Linked DNA regions of Rattus norvegicus: region 2 is linked to region 1. A link is a contact called in public Hi-C data. All regions are on one chromosome and are shown on one strand. The core of a region is the stretch at or near the end of the contact, and the rest is flanking DNA. Distances in the headings are between cores, read along the strand shown. Region 1 holds the start of Hpcal1 (hippocalcin-like 1). Region 2 overlaps Hpcal1 (hippocalcin-like 1).

Region 1 (3,801 bases), core at 493-2,992:
GTGTGTGTGTGTGTGTGTGTGTGTGACTAATTGACTAATTCTGGACCATGAGTATGGGCAGAGATGACTCAGACTTCTTCCAGGCCGGGCTCCTAAAAGACCTCCCTGAGGTGCCACTTCTGCTATCTTAGGTTTTTGTTTTGTTTTGTTTTGTTTTTTAATGGATACTGAGAACCAGTGGTGGCCTCCAAAGACCTGAGGTTCTGCTGAGGTCACTAGATAGAAGGCAGCAGGTTTCTCAGTGTCTGAGTAAGGCCTCCCTCTTTCAGGTTGAATGAGAATGGATAGGGGGCCACAGTACAAAGTAACCTGCCTTAGTTGGCAGGATGTCTGAAGGCTTCTGCCTTAGCCATCCCCTTTCTGGGAGCTGCCTACCTGTAACCCTAGATACCTGTGCAGTGGTGTGCTACAGAAAGGGGCAGACTGACCTTTGATAGGGTCTTTACTGAGAAGGAAGCCTTTGTGGCCAGAGAGACCCAAAGGCTAGCCCTCTAAATCAGATAGGTGCCCTGTAACTCTCACAGCCGACATTCCCTTGAGTCCTCTGGGTTCAGTTTTGCCTTTCTGCACCAGAGGCAGGGAGGAATGGAGAAGGCCCCAGGGTTGCCCTCCACCTCCAAGCTGCTCTACTACTGGTTCCCCTGGCAGCCTCCTGAATAGTAGGAGTTCACTCACATGTTTTTTGTGGAGGAGGATTTGAAGGAGGGATTTGAGTTTTTCCCTAGAGACGCCAGAGAGACAGTTTCATCTCTGCACAACAGGCTCGCCCAGCTCCTCTTATAAGCTGTTTCTGTGGTTACCTGTCTTCTGGGATATTTGCAGTGGGTGGGCATGGCAGGTGCGATCTGCCAGAGTGTACCAGGAGTCTGAAGGAAGCACCACTGGGACCCAGAAGGCCAGATGTCAACCAAGCCCCCCTCCTCACCAGGAAACGGAAACCACACTGAATGTCAGGGAGGCAAAGACCCCCAAGAAGGATCCTGGACCTCCTCGCTGTCCAGTTTATAGGTGGGAAAACCGAGGATGAGGGAATCTAAGGGTTTTCTTGGCAAGATGGCTGGATGAGTTAGCAGAAGTTACTACAGCTGGAACACAGGTCTTCCCGCCTCCAGGCTAACCTCTTTCCTTAAACCAGGCGCGGGGAAAGTGGGTGATAGGTACACACGGGACTGGTGTGGAGAGGGAGGAGAGCCTTGCAGGCATACCAGAAGGTCCTGGGGTACCTAGGGCGACTCAAGCTTCTTTTCCACTTCCCTGGACATTAGAACTGCACTTCCTTCCAAGTACGGGGGGGGGGGGGGGGAGAGGAGCTGGGGAGCGGGGGTGGGTGGGTGCCCGCGAAAGGCCATCCCCTTTGGGCACCGCCTCTCAGCCTCTCCCTACCCGCAGGCCAGAGGTCAAGGGTTAGGAAGGTGGGACCAGTGCTCGACCCCGCCCCCGCTCTCCCACACCTTCCACCCTGCCGCCCTGCCTCCCGAGTCCCAGTGGCCTTAACACCCTGCAGGACCTCTGCTGCGCTGAGAAACTGCGAGTGGTCAGGGTGATAAGTGGACCAGAATTGGCGCACTGATGGTCCAGCAGTGGGTGTGGCACAGGGCGGGGGAGTGACCAGGCTGTAGCTGAGGCGGGGCTAAGACCGGGGGCGTGGTCGAGGCAGGAGGCGGGGCCGTGGAAACTTGAGTGCCCGCCCTGCGATGCGCCCCGCCCCGGCCTCCGCCTCCGGTCCCGCCTTCTCTTCCCTTCCTTCCCGGGCTGGCGGCGGCTGCGGGTGGTGGACCTGCAGAGCGGCGGTCGCCTACACCTCGCTCTCTCCTGGGCCGGCGGATCCTTTTGTCTCTCCAAGCGGTGAAGGTCGCAGAGTCGGCGCGGCGGTTGCGGGCGCACTGACGCCCGTTCTATTGGTTATCTCCCCAGCCTCAGCCACCGCCGAACTTGAGCTCGAGAAGCCAGCGGATCGCGTCCAGTTCCGGAGCCGGTAGGGAAGGGGAGGCTGCGGGACTGCGGGGCTGCGTGGAGGGAGCGTGTGTGACCCGCTCGCTGGGACCCGGTTGTGTGAGTGCGCGGGTGTGTGCGCGCGGCTACTGACGGTGCCTGTTTCTCTGCGTAGTGGGCTTGCAGCTGACCGCAGACGGTGGCGTGGCTCTAGAATGGCGTGTCCTCGTGGGGATCGTTGGGCTCGATGGGATGTGCACTTTTTAGATTACGTTTGTGGAATTGTGTGTCGGGCACACTTGCCTGTGGGGACTAGTGCTGGCGAGGGTCGAGGAGGAGCCGCTGTGCGCAGAGTGGGGGTGGCGGGGTGGGCGTGGGCGGTCTGCCCCGGAAAGCTGAGCCCCCGGTTGGTGTCGCTCCGTGCACTACGTAGCTCAGGAACCTGAGGGTAGGACTAGGACCCGATGAGCAAAGTGCCTGCCTAGTGGGCAGCGGGCGTTTACACCCCCCCCACGGGGGGCAGGTCCACGTGATAATTATGAGCTTCGAAGAGGGATGGGGACCCCTTGGCAATGATCAGCTCTAGAGCAGAGGGAAAGACCAACCCAGTCCTGGCCTCGCTGTGACCTGCCCTGAGACCTGAGCCTGAGACAGGCCACCTTCTTGGGTCGCAATTTGCGTCTGTATCAAATGAGGGTGGCCCCTCTGGGGCTGTCTTGACGCTAGAGAACGCACCACACGCAGTTCTTGACCCAGAGTCTTGCACACAGTAGGTGCTATTCATTGGATTCTCATCTCATTAAAAAGAAATCTGTTTTGCCTTTTTTGTGGATGACGCTCTCATTTCCTCCTGCACGGTGGTTTGTGCCTCCTTCCTGGATCTAACTTCACAGCGAAAGCTTGGAAATTGAGAAAGTTTAGGCGGCTGGGTGCGATACCTCCTCTCCGCACCTTACTGGCTGCGTGACGCGGCCTTCGAGTGTGCGGGAGCCCGCAGCGCAGGGCGCTAGCCCGGAAGGCTCCTGAGCCCGGGCAGCGTTCCGGAAGGCTGCGACTACAGACTCGCGTGTCCTTTTGTTCAACAAGTGCCTGGAGGATGTCAATCTGGAATTAGAGTTGCGGTGAGAAAGTGGCTGTCTCTGTAGACTCATAGTCTGGGGTTCCTGGAGCTTTTCTCCCGGCCTGGTCATTCAGGAAGCCACCCTCTGTTCTAACCACTAACAAGTCCACCCAGAAGAGGGTGTTCGCCAGGACTCTAAATCCTGTTAGACACCCTACACCCCACCCCCAAGCCCCGCCTGCCTTGGCTCCCATGCAGTCAGCCTGATGCGGGAGACTGAGGTCCGGGTGGCACCCTCTTTCCTATTCTGCTCCTTGATTTTAAAAAACGAATATATTTGGTATTGAAACCTGGTAAAACCGCACTGCCCTGAAAATGCGTACTGATCTTGGCAGTTCAGCCTACCTCACTTTAGTATTTGCACTGCGCCAGCTAGAGGGGCAGCATGGGGTTGCATTGGGGGAACCTGTCAGTTCCCTGGGGAACCTGTCAGATCCCTTGGTTACTTCCCTTCCCTACCTTGTTGTTCTCAGGATCCTTCCCAATTTAAAAGCAGCCTTTAAGCAAGGCTCTCAAAATGGAGCACTGGTGGGGATGCCTGCCACCTGCCTTTGTATGGGATATGTTCCAGAGTCCTGCATGCTCCCTGGTGCTCCTACTTGTGCTCTGTAAGAACCTGGAAAGTCTAGCAGGTGCTGTGACATTGGAGCAGAAACCTTCAGTTTGGGTCCTTTGATTTGTCTCCAGAGTCCTGAGGTCTTTGGGATGATGGACATCCAGGGATGTCCTGAGCTGATTTTTAATCCTGA
Region 2 (3,919 bases), core at 1,098-3,597, 88 kb after region 1:
CCTGTGCCCTGGAGGGGGGGTGGGTGGGAGAGGAGCAGTTGGTTCATCTTGAAACTCCACTTCTGTGCCTCACCCTCTGCCCACCACCAGCCTAGACACTGTATTTGGCATTATAGGCATAGGCTCTGTGGAGAAGGGCCCGGGCTTCAACCAGCAGTGAGCATCTCACACAGCTGTGCATGCATGCCCCTTGCTTTGCTCTGGGGGTTCACAGAGTAGGTCTTCAATTAGTGCTTGTCACTGGGGCTTCACTTAGTAGGTATTCAGTTATTGCCTGTCACTGGGACTTGACATAGTAGGCATTCAATCAGTGCCTGTCGCTGGGGCTTCACATAGTAGGTATGCAGTTAATGCCTGTCGCTGGGGCTTCACATAGTAGGTATGCAGTTAATGCCCGTTGCTGGAGGTTCATAGTCAAGTTTCTGAATGACTCAGAGGCTCCGTACAGACCTGTGGCTTCCGGCCTTGTGATAGCAAGATTCAAACTGGCCACGGGTGGCCTTTCCGAGCTGCCCACACCATTCCTTATAAACAAGCTCCTGCCAGGGCTCAAGACTAGCTGCTGGGGCCACTGAGGGGCCGTAGGCATATCCCATTCCCCTGCTTAGCCTTCTCTGCAAGGATGGGAGGGAGTGATGACGGTTTAATAAGCATGACTTACTGTTTTTATTTCTTCCCAAAGACATTAGCCATGAGTCAAATAGTTGGTGAGAGATTCCCTGGAGGTTTTCTTCTGAGCTTAAAACAAAAAACAAAAAAAAAACTAATTTGTGGCGTGAGTAGAGAAGCTGTGCTTGCAGTCCCCAGATCCACAAGCTTCATTGGGGACCACCTATCACAGGGGTCCCTTACCCTGAGGACAGAGCCCTCTGTCAACACATAGCCAGCTCACCTAACATTTAAGGTGACGTTTCTCTTGATTGGCTTCTGCCCAAAGCGTACCAGTAGAATGTGGCAGAAGCTCATTCACTGGGGGCACATGAATTCTATTCCTCCAGTTCACTGGGGAGCCATGAGGTGGGAATCTAGACATCATTCAGTCAGGAACCGGGGAGAAATGGAGCTTTCTGCTGTCGACTGGGAGCCGTGAACCTGCCAGACAGGACATTCATGTCTAGGAAGGAAAAGAGCCTTTTGATGTACCCTAGAAGACTGTCGTGTGGAGGAGTCACATTTTAGAGCTGGGGTCTGTCTGCTCAGGTTTGCACTGATCAAAAGCCACTGGAGAAAGTGTGTGTGTGTCAGGAAGTGCCCTCCCAGGCCATTCCAAGGCTGGCAATGATCAGGATACCTGGGCTTGTGCAAGTGTTTCAACCCGCCATTACAAATGAGTATAGATCATGGGCTACCTCTGTTGCTTCAGGCTTTTACTCTGGCTTTCACCCAAATTGAACCACCCTTTGCGATGAATCTGAATTCCTTGGGTCTGATGGTATTTATTCCTTCTTTCTTTCCCTAGCCTTCCCTCCTCGCCACACCCTACATTCATCCGTTATCCATTCCTCTCATACTGTTCCTCGCCATCCCAGACCCTTGCGAGTTGTTCTAGTCCAGTCGACACTGTTCTGTTACTGCTGAGCAGTATCGTGGATTGTGAGCCATTCATCATCCCCCTCAGTGTGCCTGGAGGGGTAACAGACCCAGAGCCGGGTAGCAGACACAGACCTGCTGATGGTGGTCTCCCCTAAAACCTGAGCCTAGGAGCTCTTGAAACCTAGCAGCTGTGAGGGGCCCCTGAGTCTGACCCCGTGAACTGCCACCCCTGCCCCCAGGTAGATGGACCTCAGGTAACACGTGCCCATGCTCTCTCTGTTGCCTAGCGACTCGCCTCTGAGCACACTGAGGCTCCCTCTGAGGATTCCTCTTCCCTGTCCCCTCAGTCAGCATCTGAGGTTAGGGTCACTCGCCCAGCACATCTAGGCCAAATCCATGCACGTTTGGTAGAGGTGTGAACAGAGGTTGAAAGAGGAGTGGCTGGATGAATGAATGAGCAAATGACTCATATTCTTGTGTGTAAGAATAGCGAGTTCGAGTGTGTGTATGTGTGTGTGTGTGTGTGTGTGTGTGTGTGTGTGTGTGTGTAAGCTATGCAACGTGTATGGCGTGAAGTGTGAGTCACTGCCTGAGGGTCCCTATCCCTCACACTCCTATTCCCAAGGACATCAGTAGGTCTGGACTTCCCGGCATACGGGCTGCAGTGAGAGAAGGGGCCTCCCTCCTTCTGCAGCCCCACCCCTTGTCAAGCAGGCCCTTGGTGCTCGGGCCCCTGTACTAGATCTGCCCCTCAGCAACATGAGCCTCTACAGTCCCTGCCCTGATGTTTGCCTGACTACATCCTTCCTTCCCTCCCCTCATTTCCTCTTTGAAGTTCAGGAGTTGAACGAACGTCACTGGCCCCACCCCAGGGATGTGTCCAGATCACTGTGACCCCAGGCTCTGTGCCAGCACAGGACAGGGTTTTTAATGCCACTGCACTAGGCGTGACCTGCAAGAGAAGCTTTTCAGGTCTGTGGCTTGCCGCCTTGCTGCCTTGCCTCATCGGGTGCAGTACTCTGATGGAGCTCACTGGTCAAGCTTGTGGTCTTTCACAGTAAAAGTCCCCCAGTTTTACCACTAAGCATTTCCCCGGTGTCCCCTCATAGCTTCCTCTTCCCTCCCTTTCATAGAAATAGTTATGCTGTAAACTCAACACACAGGGACATTCACTCTCTGTTTACAGCGCGGGAGACAGGACTCAGAGAAGTTGAGGTAGCCAAGAACATAACTAGAAAGGAAGGCTGTAGGCAGGGATTGATCCGGGGACCACCAAATCTGCCTGTTCCATTGCGGCCTGACACAACTGCAGTTCCGTTGAGAGAGGGACACACAGAGACTCAGTCAGGAGCAATGAGAAATATTCTACCCTGCTTGATGCTAGGCCTGGCTCAGGACCCTGGAGTAGGCTCTCCCAGGAGTGTTGGGTGCTGGCCACTGGCCAGGACAGCCCGAGTCAAGTCATTGACCATGCAGAGCCAGTGCTAGAGGGCCCGTGCCATTCCCTTGTCTACTGGGGAATGACCGTTACTGGCTCCTTTGGCCTGCAGCCTCAGAGCCTAGTTGATATGAACTGTCATCCTGCCCAGTCAGGAGCCTATGTGTGAGTCATTCCAGAGCCAGCCCAGGGCCCCCAGAGAACCTGTTGCATCAAGCCTGAGGCCAACGTGCCAACTTGAGCCTGGGTGCTGGACATCAAGGCAGAGAAGCCCACGCTGGCTCCATCCCACCAGGACTGATTGCACAAGACATCCATCTGTGGAGGGGCTGGGGGACCAATATGGAGGTCTCTGCCCCTCTCCTGCTTACAGTAATGTCTTATATACCCTTCAAAAGAGCACATAAGGCATGCTGTATTCCAGTAATTTCAACAGACCGAGGAGTGTCTTGATTTCAAGGCTGCTGGGCTGTATAAGAAGGTTATCACAGCCAGACAGTGTTAGCACACACCTTTAATCCCAGTACTCAGAAGGCAGGAGGATCTCTGTGAGTTCCAGGCCAGCCTGATCTACAGAACAAGTTCCGGGACAGCCAAGGCTCTACAGAGAAACCTTGTTTCAAAAAATAAAATAAAATAAAATAAAATAAAGACTCTGTCACAAGAAAACGGGGGAAAGAGGGGGGGGGGGAGGATAGGCGGGAGCTGGCTACCACTGTTGGTAGAATGCTTGCCTAAGATCCACAAAACTCTAAAGTCTGTCACTAAGTACTGCACAGATGCAGATGGTGGTGCACGGCTCTAATCCCAGTCCTCGGGAAGTAGAGGCAGGAGGATCGGGAGTTCAAGGTCATCGCCCTTTATATAATGAGTTCAGTGTCCAGCCTGGGATATATGAGACCCTGTCTCAAAAACAGAGTGTGTGCCCAGGCCACAGGAATGAGACTG

Evidence for each region. Hi-C and Micro-C count contacts between places; a contact is called where the count stands out from the background.
Region 2: a Hi-C map of liver shows a contact between it and region 1, with 4 times the contacts expected there. The contact joins the enhancer-like site here to the promoter of Hpcal1 in region 1. A contact is called at or near these places in 9 of 12 Hi-C or Micro-C datasets (the A7r5 cell line, frontal cortex, kidney and 4 more) and 1 of 1 datasets of contacts at active chromatin or transcription factors (oligodendrocytes).

The regions. Positions count from the first base shown.
Region 1 is chr6:46,205,152-46,208,952 of GRCr8, forward strand. It overlaps Hpcal1 (hippocalcin-like 1), which reads left to right and starts at 1,743. Exons shown (of 5, transcript NM_017356.3): 1 at 1,743-1,975.
Region 2 is chr6:46,292,149-46,296,067 of GRCr8, forward strand. All of the region lies in intron 2 of Hpcal1 (hippocalcin-like 1), which reads left to right. Among named protein-coding and RNA genes, the nearest start is that of Hpcal1, 87 kb to the left of the region's middle. Within about 2 kb of position 2,348, at least 21 of the 93 cell types and tissues checked have an H3K27ac peak or open chromatin away from gene starts, as enhancers often do. A contact at or near this core is called in the A7r5 cell line and liver, where this site is marked.